Regions from separate parts of the Mus musculus genome. Here region 1 is linked to region 2. A link is a contact called in public HiChIP or PLAC-seq data. All regions are on one chromosome and are shown on one strand. The core of a region is the stretch at or near the end of the contact, and the rest is flanking DNA. Distances in the headings are between cores, read along the strand shown. Region 1 has its middle 11 kb from the start of Srsf10. Region 2 overlaps Rps6ka1 (ribosomal protein S6 kinase polypeptide 1).

The links. HiChIP or PLAC-seq counts read pairs in DNA pulled down with a chosen protein or histone mark.
Region 1: a FOXA1 HiChIP or PLAC-seq map of pancreatic cancer cells shows a contact between it and region 2. The contact joins two enhancer-like sites. A contact is called at or near these places in 1 of 115 datasets of contacts at active chromatin or transcription factors (pancreatic cancer cells) and 1 of 9 other capture datasets (pancreatic islet).

The regions. Positions count from the first base shown.
Region 1 is chr4:135,842,461-135,847,720 of GRCm38.p6, reverse strand. No RefSeq gene overlaps it. Among named protein-coding and RNA genes, the nearest start is that of Srsf10, 11 kb to the left of the region's middle. Within about 2 kb of position 3,075, at least 18 of the 459 cell types and tissues checked have an H3K27ac peak or open chromatin away from gene starts, as enhancers often do. A contact at or near this core is called in pancreatic cancer cells, where this site is marked.
Region 2 is chr4:133,877,876-133,883,064 of GRCm38.p6, reverse strand. Rps6ka1 (ribosomal protein S6 kinase polypeptide 1) reads left to right here. Exons shown (of 22, transcript NM_009097.5): 2 at 2,104-2,148. It overlaps Gm12977 (a long non-coding RNA gene), which reads right to left. Exons shown (of 3, transcript XR_001784569.2): 3 at 3,943-5,189. Among named protein-coding and RNA genes, the nearest start is that of Rps6ka1, 7.3 kb to the left of the region's middle. Within about 2 kb of position 3,659, at least 128 of the 459 cell types and tissues checked have an H3K27ac peak or open chromatin away from gene starts, as enhancers often do. A contact at or near this core is called in pancreatic cancer cells, where this site is marked.

The DNA of each region.
Region 1 (5,260 bases), core at 1,826-4,325, 2.0 Mb before region 2:
GGCAAAGCAGAGGCGTCTGGGAAGTCAGACGAGGTCGTGGCATTTGGATGGTTTTGATTCAATTTCTGCTCCTGGGCAAATAGGGCCATTGAATGTATCATGAAAAAAAAATTATGAAATAAGGACAGTATAGTACCTGACTCCAGTTAATCTTTGAATTTTACAGGCTATGCAGATATGCAGATGGGAGTGTGACTGGGCTAGAGAGAACTGCAGTTAGTTTTCTGACAAAAGCAACTCACGGGAGGAAGTGTTAATTTTAGCTAATAGGTTGTTTTTTTTTTTTAAGCTTTATGTGTATGGTTTTATTTTGTTTTTTGGATATATATGTCTGTGCACTGTGTGCCTGCCTGGTGTTCTCAGGGGTCAGAAGAGGAATGGAGTTACAGGTGGTTTGTGAGCCATGGTATGGGTGCTGGGGATTTAACTCAGGACCTCTGGAAGAGCAGTCAGTGCTCCTAACCACTGAACCACCCTCTCCAGCCCATATTTGGCTCAGAGCTTTAAGGGCTATAATCCATAATGGTGGGGAAGGTGTGGTAGGTGTGTTAGCAGGAGCATGAGGTGGCTGGTCATGATATATCTACAGTCAGGCAGGAGAAAGGGAGAGAGAGAGACAGAGACAGAGAGAGAGAGAGAGAGAGAGAGAGAGAGAGAGAGTTAGTTGCTGGTGTTCAGTCCACAGCCCCAGCGCATGGCAAGGTGGCATAGGTAGATGGCATGACCTTTCTAGTAGGTCTTTACTGTCAATCGAACCTTTCTGGAAGGACTTCCACACCCACACCTGGATGTGTGTTTTCCACACTCACACCTGGATGTGTGTTTCCATGGTGATTCTCGATGCTCAGTTATGCTCACAAGAAAGATGAACTGCTACCAGGACTTATCGCCTAGTGATAGTAAAGAGAGCCAGTCTGCTTTCTCCCTCAAAAGCTTTTTAGGGGACTGGAAAGATGGCTCAGCCATTAATAGCACTTATTCCTGCAGAGGACCTGGGTTCAATCCCCAGCACCCATAGGACGGCTCACAACCACCTGTAACTCCATTTCCAGGAGATCTGACGCCTTATTGGATCTCTACAGGGATACAGGTGGTGCCCAACCATGCATGCAGGCAAAACATTCACATACATAAATAAGAGCAAACAAATCTGAAAACACAACAACAACAACCCCCCTTTTTCACTGCTTCATTGAACCCAGGGCCTTCTTCTGTATACATTGAACATATACTTGATCACTGGGCTATACCACCAGCTGCCTTCAAGACGAATTTCACTTCTTATTTCTGTCCGGGAGACAATGGGTCTTTGTGAGAGGGGTTTTTGCCTGCTTTTATGGAGAAAGCATAGGGTTGCTACAATTGTAATAGTTAAGACTCAGGAGTGTAAGGAGTACAGAACACTGAGTGAGCACAGAGTCAGACAGTGCTGATTATTTATCTGCTGTACTCAGCCCCTCCCGCCCACCCACCCACCCGCCTGCCTGCCTGCCTGCCCTCACTCTGCTACGCATCAGAGAAAGACAAACTGTACTTTCCTGGCTCTTGTCTAGCTGTCTTCTACTCAGGTTATTGCTGACAAAAAGCTTTGATGTGTGTGTGTATGTGTGTGTGTGTGTGTGTAATGTATATGTATATATGTGTGTATATGTGTATATGTGTGTATATTTATATATATATGTATGTTTATATGTGTGTATATATGTGTGTGTGCATATATGTGTGTGTATATATGTGTGTATATATGTGTGTGTATATATGTGTGTGTATATATGTGTATGTATATATGTGTGTGTATGTATATATATATGTGTATGTATATGTGTGTATGTATGTATATATGTGTGTATATATGTGTGTGTGTGTATATTATATGTGTGTGTATGTGTATGATATCCTTTCTGCTTCTGGATTCTGGTGGCATCTTTGGTAGCAGAGATAAATGACACTAAGAGTATTGTCTCTAGTGACAATGACATCAATGGATCTGGGTGGTAGCTGCAGGAACAAAGGCTTGAAAATATAGAAATTGGCTTCTGCCAACACAAGCCTTAGGGACACTGTGCCTTTGAGCTTTGGGTAACTGCATAACTGCCTTCCTCCTTCACCCCAGGTCCACTGAGGTTTCGTAGGTATGAACCTCTGAGTGGTCCTGAAGGAAGCAACATAAGGGAAGAATAATTCACTTGGCTCATGGTTTGAGGAAATACAGCCCACCATGGCAGGATGGTTGTCTGAGTCTGTATCCTACTGCTGTGAAGAGGCACCATCACCATGGCAACTCCTTAAAAAGAAAGCATTTAACTGGGGCTTGCTTACAATTCAATGGTTGAGTCCATCATCACCATGTTGGGGAGCATGGTGACGCACAGGCAGACATGGTGCTGGAGAAGTAGCTGCGAGTCCTACAACCATATCCACAAGCAACAGAGAGAATGACACTGGGCCTAATTTAGACTTTTGAAACCTCAAAGCCCCACTACCAGTGAGCCATTTACTCCAACAAGGCCACTCCCCCTAATCCTTCCCATATAGTGCCACTCCCAAATGACTAAACACTCAAATATATGAGCCTATAGGGACCACTCATTCAAACCACTACAATGGTGGTGGAAGTCACCAAGGAAGTAGGTGGTGGGAGTTAGCCTTGGCTGGAGTCTAAACCTATAGGCCTGTTGCTCAGTAACACAATTCCTTCCATTAGGCCCCAAGACTCTATAACCTTCCAAAGCAGTTCCACCTGCTGGAGACCAAATGCCCATTAATGTGAGCCTGTGGGGGACCATTAACATTCAGCCTGTAACAGTACTCTGAGACCCAGTTCATTATTGCTCTCTTATTTTTTTGAGACAGGGTCTCACAGTGTTGTCCTGGATGGTCTCAAAAAAAAAAAAAAACAAAAAAAACAAAAAACAAAAAAACCAAAAAAACCAAAAAAACAAATCAGAGACATCTACTTGTCTCTGCCTCTGGAGTACTGGGATCAAAGGCATGCTCTGCCACACCCTGCAGGTTTCCTTTCTTGAGTGTGTCCTGACTAATTCAACGCCCCTCCACTTCCTCTATTGGCCTTCTGGGACACCTTCCAGCCTTTCCTCCCACCCCACAGTCTCCCTGGCTGAGTCACCCCCTTTTAAACGCTCCTCCAAAGGTGTGCTGTGAGGGATTTTCACTTGAGTTGTTTACAGTGATTTGAAAGGTCTAATCCTGAGCCAGTTGTGGTGCCACACACCCAGGATTCCGGCTTCTGAAAGCCCGGGGCGGGAGCGTTTCCAAGAGTTGGAGGCTATTGTAGGCCACAGACAAGTGAGCATTAGATCAGTGAGCATCATATAGCAAGTCTCTGTCTTAGAAAATGAACTAGGACAGTGGCTGTAGCTCTGTTGGTATTGTGCCTGTCCAGCGTGCAGGAAGCCCTGTGTTTGATCCCTAGCATGACATTAACTGGAATAGACTGGATGTGGTGGTAAAGACCTGCTAGACCAGCACTGGGTGGTGGAGGGAGGAGTCAAGATGATCAGAAATTCAAGATCATCCTCAGCTACAGAGTGAATCAGAGGCTAGCCTGGGCAACATGAAACCCTACCATTGCTGTGATACCAGGCTTGCCTAGACCCTCAGGTACAACACCAGCATTGCTAAACAAATCATTGAAAACATTTGGGGGCTGGCAAGATGGCTCAGCGGGTAAGAGCATTGACTGCTCTTCCAACGGTCCTGAGTTCAAATCCCAGCAACCACATGGTGCTCACAACCACCTGTAATAAGATCTGATGCTCTCTTCTGGTGTTTCTGAAGACAGCTACAGTGTACTTATTTATTAAAGTGAGCAGGGATGACCAGAGCGAGCAGAGGTCCTAAATTCAGTTCTCAACAACGACCCGAAGGCTCACAACCATCTGTACAGCTACAGTGTGGACTCATATATATTAAATAAATAAATCATTAAAAAAAAAGAAAACATTAAAAAAAAAAATAGATGAGTGTGGTAGTAGCACGTCCATAATCCTAGAACTTGGGAGGTGAAAGCGGGAAGATCTGGAGTTAAAGGATTTTTTTTGCTATGCAGCAAATTCAAGACCAGCCTAGCCTACATAAGAGCTTGTTAGAAAGAAAGAAAGAAAGAAAGAAAGAAAGAAAGAAAGAAAGAAAGAAAGAAAGAAAGAAAGGAAGAAAGATGCTTATATCATTTTATAACCAGCTTCTTAGAAATGATTTATTTTTTAATGATTTATTTTATGATTATGTGAGTGGGGAGGGGGAAGGGGTTTGACCACATGATTGCCACTGGAGGCCAGAAGATGGTTTTAGATCCCCTGCTGCTAGAGATCCAGGCTCTTCCCCAACACGGATGCTAGGAACTGAACTTGGCTCCTCTGAGAGAGCCGTACGTGCTCCTCACTGCCAAGCCAGCTCTCCAGCTGCCTTTTCGCCGTAGTATTTCCAAAACCTTTTGCAGTGTCTTTAAAGGGTCTTAGTAACATTAGTAATGGTTTCTTAATTCAAGTGACATTTTTCTATTATTATTACCATGGTTTGAGGAGACTGGATCTCCCTATGGAGTTCTGGTTGTCTTGGAACTAGCCAACCAGACCAGGCTAGCCTTGAATTTAGAGAGATTCACCTGCCTTTGTTTCCCAGGTGCTGCATTGAAAGGTGTAAGCCACCCCTGGCTCCACAGGGACTTTTATTTTTGTTTTTTTTTTTTTTAGGTTTTTCGAGACAGGGTTTCTCTGTGTAGCCCTGGCTGTCCTGGAACTCACTCTGTAGACCAGGCTGGCCTCAAACTCAGAAATCCGACTGCCTCTGCCTCCCAAGTGCTAGGATTAAAGGCGTGCGCCACCATGCCCGGCTTCACGGGGACTTTTAAACTGTTTTTGTCACCGGTTTTGTTTAATGCCAGTCCTGAATCCTAGGGCTGCACTCTTTCACAGCCTTTGCTCTGTGTGGCAGTGCCAGGGTTAGGCTGAGTTCCTTGGAGGATGCAGTCTAGAGTAAGCAGGCTGGCTTCCAAAGCCAACACTCCCAAGAAAGGTTTTTAGTGAAATGTCAGTTTACCTTGAATATTTGCCTGATCCTGTAAACAGTCTTTGTTTTCTTCTCCCAAAACAAGGGCCTTCTTTTTCATGATCTCTTCCCCCTTTCACCGTAGCAAGTGTCAAGGTCGTACTGGCTCTCCTCGCAGGAAATAAGATTGTTTGTTCTGAGCTAAGTACGGGTGAACATGGATTCAAGTTATCCTGGAAGACCTTTACCATCG
Region 2 (5,189 bases), core at 2,410-4,909:
CTTTTTATCAAGAGTGCCCTTCAGGTGAACGTGGTGTGAGTCTTCATGGCTGGCCACGTGGACAGACATTCTTGTGGTAAATGTTGTCTAACTTACTACTTTAATAGGCCAGAAGACAAAGGATTCTGTATGAGTTAGTAAAAAGATGGGAACTGGGTAGGGGTGACAATAATACTGGCTCCAGTGGCTACTCTTTATGGGCCAGTCCCATGCCAGCTGTATTTATGGCTTCATTTCATTGACATTAAACAGCCGCCCATTTAGTCCCATTTTACAGGTAAGAAGACTGAGCCGTGAGAAGTATAATGACCTCCTTGGCGCCATGCAAATGGTAGAGGCCAAAATTTGAACACACAGTTTTTCCTTTTTTTTTTTTCAGTTTTTCAGGGTTTCTCTGTGTAGTCCTGGCTATCCTGAAACTCACTTTGTAGACCAGGCTGGCCTCGAACTCAGAAATCCACCTGCCTCTGCCTCCCAAGTGCTGGGATTAAAGGCGTGTGCCACCACACCTGGCTGAACACACAGTTTTTAATCCTGGCGCTGTGCTGGGTGGTTGGAGAAGGTGACCTTGGGTTTCGTGTTGAGGCACTGGGACTCTGTTCTATCTAGCTTAGTCCCAGTGACAGGGGCTGGGAGGTTTTCAGTGGATGGAGACTGAATTGACTGACGAGCAGGAAGATGAGGGTCTGGAATAGCTCTGGAGGGCTGCTGCAGGGGCTGGTAGGCAGGCTGTTTGTGCCTGTAGGTGGGACAGACAGTTCCTCTGTGACATCTAGACAGCTGAGTGAGCTGAACTCCACAAGTGCATCTGTCTAGTCCTGCCCTTAGGCTCCGACCAACCTGTGCCTTCTGAAAGTGTGTGTGTGTGTACACCTGTATAACACTTGGCTCTTGGGGAGGATTAGGGGCATTAAGGTGGCTCAGGGCAGGAAGGATGTCCTGGCAGGCAAGGGACAGCTACTCCAGGCGCAGGAGGCTACATAATAGACAGAACCTGGCTTTACCTGCTGCCGCCAAGCAAAACCAAAGCTGCCCTGTGAACCTGACCCTTGGCTCCAAAGTCCCAGCCTTTGGAAACCTCCTGTCTGTCTCACTGTACTCAGTCATGCCAGGAAGGGTAGGGACAGCTTCCTCAGGTGGGTTTCAAACTTCCTAGCATGTAGGAATAGAGAGACCAGCTGTGTTATACCCCAGGGAATGTTGATTCCATCTGGCGTAAAAGTCAGGAAGAAACTGGATCTCAGAGCTGGGCTGTGCCCCTGCCTCTCCCTGCAGGCAGCTCCCTGGCTGAGGTGGAGGTCTCTCATCAACAGACCCTTCCCACATTTGAGGAGACATTTCAGATCCCTGCTTTTCAGATGTGTGAGGGCTCTATCTTTAGTCCCCTCTGAGCCCTGGCGTCCTCATCTACCTAGAGAGCCAAGGCCAAACTCCCAGGCTGTCAGAAAGATTAAACAGGTGTGGGGCAGAGAGCCCAGGCTTGACATGCGGCAGGCACTCACAGAGCAGCTGTGGTACAGGTCCTCATGTCTGCTCGCCCAGGTCTCCCTGCTTATGGGGAAGAGTGAGTCTGTATGTGACCAGCAGTATGGAGAAATGCAAAGGACATGGTGGATACAGCCATCACTTTCACAAAGTAGAGCAGGGCCGGGGAAGCCACCAGCAGGGGACACCTGCCCCAACCTTGTCTAATTCCATCCTTAGAGCAATTTTGGGAAGCTAGGGTATCGATTCCAGTGGTCCAGATAGGGACACAGGCCTCTCATGGTTAGTTTGCAGAAGGTTGCACCAACAATATGGCGGAGCTTGGCTCTGTGTGAGCCCCTTCCTTCTCCCTAGGAAGAGGTAATACTTGAGCTGAGACCTGGGTCCTAGGACTATCCTTCTGGGGTTGGGAGGGGCTGTTGCCGAGAACTTGATTCTTGCATCTTGAAGCAGGGGTGGAGGGGACCCGCGTAGAATGGATTGGTCGCCTCTGCCTCCCTGGCTATTGGGAGCAGCCAAAGATGGAGTGTCTCAGGGTGTGTGTGTGTGTCTGTCTGTCTGTCTGTCTCTCTCTCTGCAGGTAAACTGTGACGTTCTCCTTTTGTTTCTCTTTTTCAGAATGGCCAGACTTCAGGGGAAGAAGCTGGACTTCAGCCATCCAAGGTGAGGACTGGAGACTTCAGTGAGGTCTGGGTTAGAGAGGAGAGAGGAGATGTGGAGGCCCCCGTCTCTCATCCCTCTGCCAAGCTCGGCTCTCTTCCTCTGACTCTGTCTCTGCTCAGGACAGAGACTGCTGCTTTCAGCTTTCCTACCTCAAAGGTGAGGGAGCTTTCACTCCTGGGCTCCAAGGTGTGGTCCAGGAAGGGCCAGGAGCAGGCTCAGGACCCAGGAGTTCTGGCTGTGACCCCCACACACCACAGCACTTCCTGGGTTTGTTATGTCCTCTCAGTTTGTGCCTACGGAATGATTGGTGAGTTCTGTGTGTCGTGCTGAGCTCCTTGGTGGGAGCGGGTGCCACAGGGGCTTGGTAGCATTTGGCTCTATGAATTGGAGTGGTAGGACCGGGAACCTGGTGGCTTTTCTAGCCTGACCGTGCCCAGTGCCTCTCAGATGGCTTCTTGAGACTCCCAGCTCCCAGAACAAGGTGTAGCCATTTATCCCAGCTGTCTCTGCTTCCCCGGGCGGCTTCCCTCTAGCCTGCCAGTCCTTTACCCCTTCCTAGTTTTTATTTAAAAAAAAAAAATTAGTACTTTTTTTGTTTTTGTTTTTTTTGGTTTTTTGAGACAGGGTTTCTCTGTGTAGCCCTGGCTGTCCTGGAACTCACTCTGTAGACCAGGTTGGCCTCAAACTCAGAAATCCACCTGCCTCTGCCTCTCGAGTGTTGGGATTAAAGTCGTGCGCCACCACCGCCTGGCCTGTTGTTCTTTTTTTTAATTAATTTTTTTTAGACAGGGTCTTGGCGTGTAACTCTGGCTGGCCTCAAACTCAGAGATCCATTTGCCTTGCGTGGCTTCCCAAGTGCTAGAGTTAAAGGTGTATACCACCATGTCCAGCCCAAAACCAGTACTATACTTTGATTTAATAATTTTGTGTATGCTTTTGTGTGTATGTGTGCTCGCGTGCATGTCCCTAGGCATGTGTGGAGGTCAGAGGACAACTTGCTGAGGTCGGTTCTTTCCTTCTGTCAGGCACATGCCAGGGATCAAAGGCAGTTTGTCAGGCTTACCAGTCACTGCCTTTATCCACTGAGCTATCTCACCTGTCCACCTTGCTGTTATACATTGCCAAAAGCTCCTATGCGACCTTCGTTGGGTACCTTGTCCTCTCTGAGCCCTGCCTTTCTCATCTCTGTAGTAGGAAGAACCACGCCTAAGTCACACACACAGATTGAGAGAGAGAGAGAGAGAGAGAGAGAGAGAGAGAGAGAGAGAGAGAGAGCGAGAGCGCTGTTAGGTCACAGAGATAATGCCATTGAGAGGCTTTGAAAGCCCTCTGGGCAGGGTCTCTGTAAACCCAGATTCCAGGTACCCCGCCCCACCCAAGAGCTTTTCCGTTTCTGTCCTCATCTGAAAGTTGGGGAGTAACCTAGGACTGAAGTGAAGGACCTGACATGGTAACCTCCTGGCACACGCTGGAACTACCCTGGTGTGTTGCTCTGTTCAACTTCCTGCCCAAGGCCCCGCCTTCCAGGCCTAGGTCAGCCCAGCTGTAAATGTGACCTTTGATTTAGAGTCAGGCTTGGCTCTGAGGTTTACTTCGACTTAGTTTCCTAAGATAAGGTAGCTGAGCTGGGTGTGGTGGGGCATGTGTAGAAGTAGGCCCTTGCCCACTCCTGCTGTTGGTTACTGTGGCAACAGAGCCATGGGGGCCGGTAAGCCTTGTTGCTTGGACCTTTGTTATCTCTGACCGTGTTTGGAGAGTTGCTCCTAGTTTCCTTGTAATAAAATGGGGGAGGAGCTGGGGAGTGGTGGTGCAGGCCTTTTACTCCCTGTGCTCTGTGAGGCCAACCTGGTGTACAGGGTGAGTTCAGGATAGCCACAGCTACACAGAGAAACCCTGTCTCAGGAAACAAACAAAAAACCCACAGTGATCCATTGTGTCCCTATTGGAGACCAAGGCACTTAGATCTTAGGTTTGAAGATTCAAGGGGTCACAGTAGAGGTTTGGGGGAACTAGTAGTGAGCTCTACTTGGTATCTCAAGGGTCAGAAGGGCCAGGTCTGGAGATAGGCCGTAATCCCAGTTCTAGGGAGGTAGAAAGAGGAGAAAAAAAGAGTTCAAAATCATCTCTGGTGTATAGTGAGTTTTGGACTAGCCTGAGCTATGTAGTAAACAGTGCGTTTTAGACTAGCCTGAGCTACTTGAACCTCTGTCTCAAAACCAAATCAAGAGAGGGGCAGATGGACAGGAAGTTTGTTGAAGCACGAACCTGTGCTCATTCCACAGTCTAAGGCCCTGCTCTGAGGTGGAAGGTCCCAGGGTGGAGAGAGTATGACTTGGGGCGGTGCTCAGATGCCACACAGTGGAAACTGAACTGTGCCTGGCATCAAACGAGAAGCTCATTTATTTATTGTTTTAGATTTATTTTTATTTTATCGCATAGGTGTCTTGCTTTCATGCATGTCTGTGCCTCACGGGTGTGGTGCCCGAGGAGACCAGAAGAGGGTGTCAGGTCCTCTGGAATTGGAATTAGAGATGAGTGTTAGTGGCTAAGTAGGTGTTGGGAATCAAACCTGGGTCCTCAGGAAGAACAAAGTTCTTAACCAAAGAGCAATCTCTCCTGCCCTGTGCACAATTTCGGAGGTAGAACATTTTTCCCAGATGAGAAAAATGAAGCCTTATGTCACACCAGTGATGGGGTCAAGCTTTGTTTGACCGAAACCACATTCCTCCCTGGCTGCTGAGTTCCTGAAGAGGAAGAACAGTGGGTATCTACCACCCCAGGTGCCAGCTAGGTCTGAGTGCAAACTCAGCCCTGACTGGCTCAAGGGTTCTCACTGGCTACTTCTGTGCTTGGTACACTAGGGGGCGCTAATCCTGCTGTAGGACCTCATTGTTGTGTAGTGCATGGAACCGGCCAACTGTCCTTCAGCGCACACTTGGTGCGTTATATTGTTTCACTGAGAGACGCAACCTCACCCAGGGGCACTGGACACCACACAGCCTCAGAGAGCATCCAGGCATGGAGGGAGGGCAGAGGCAGGA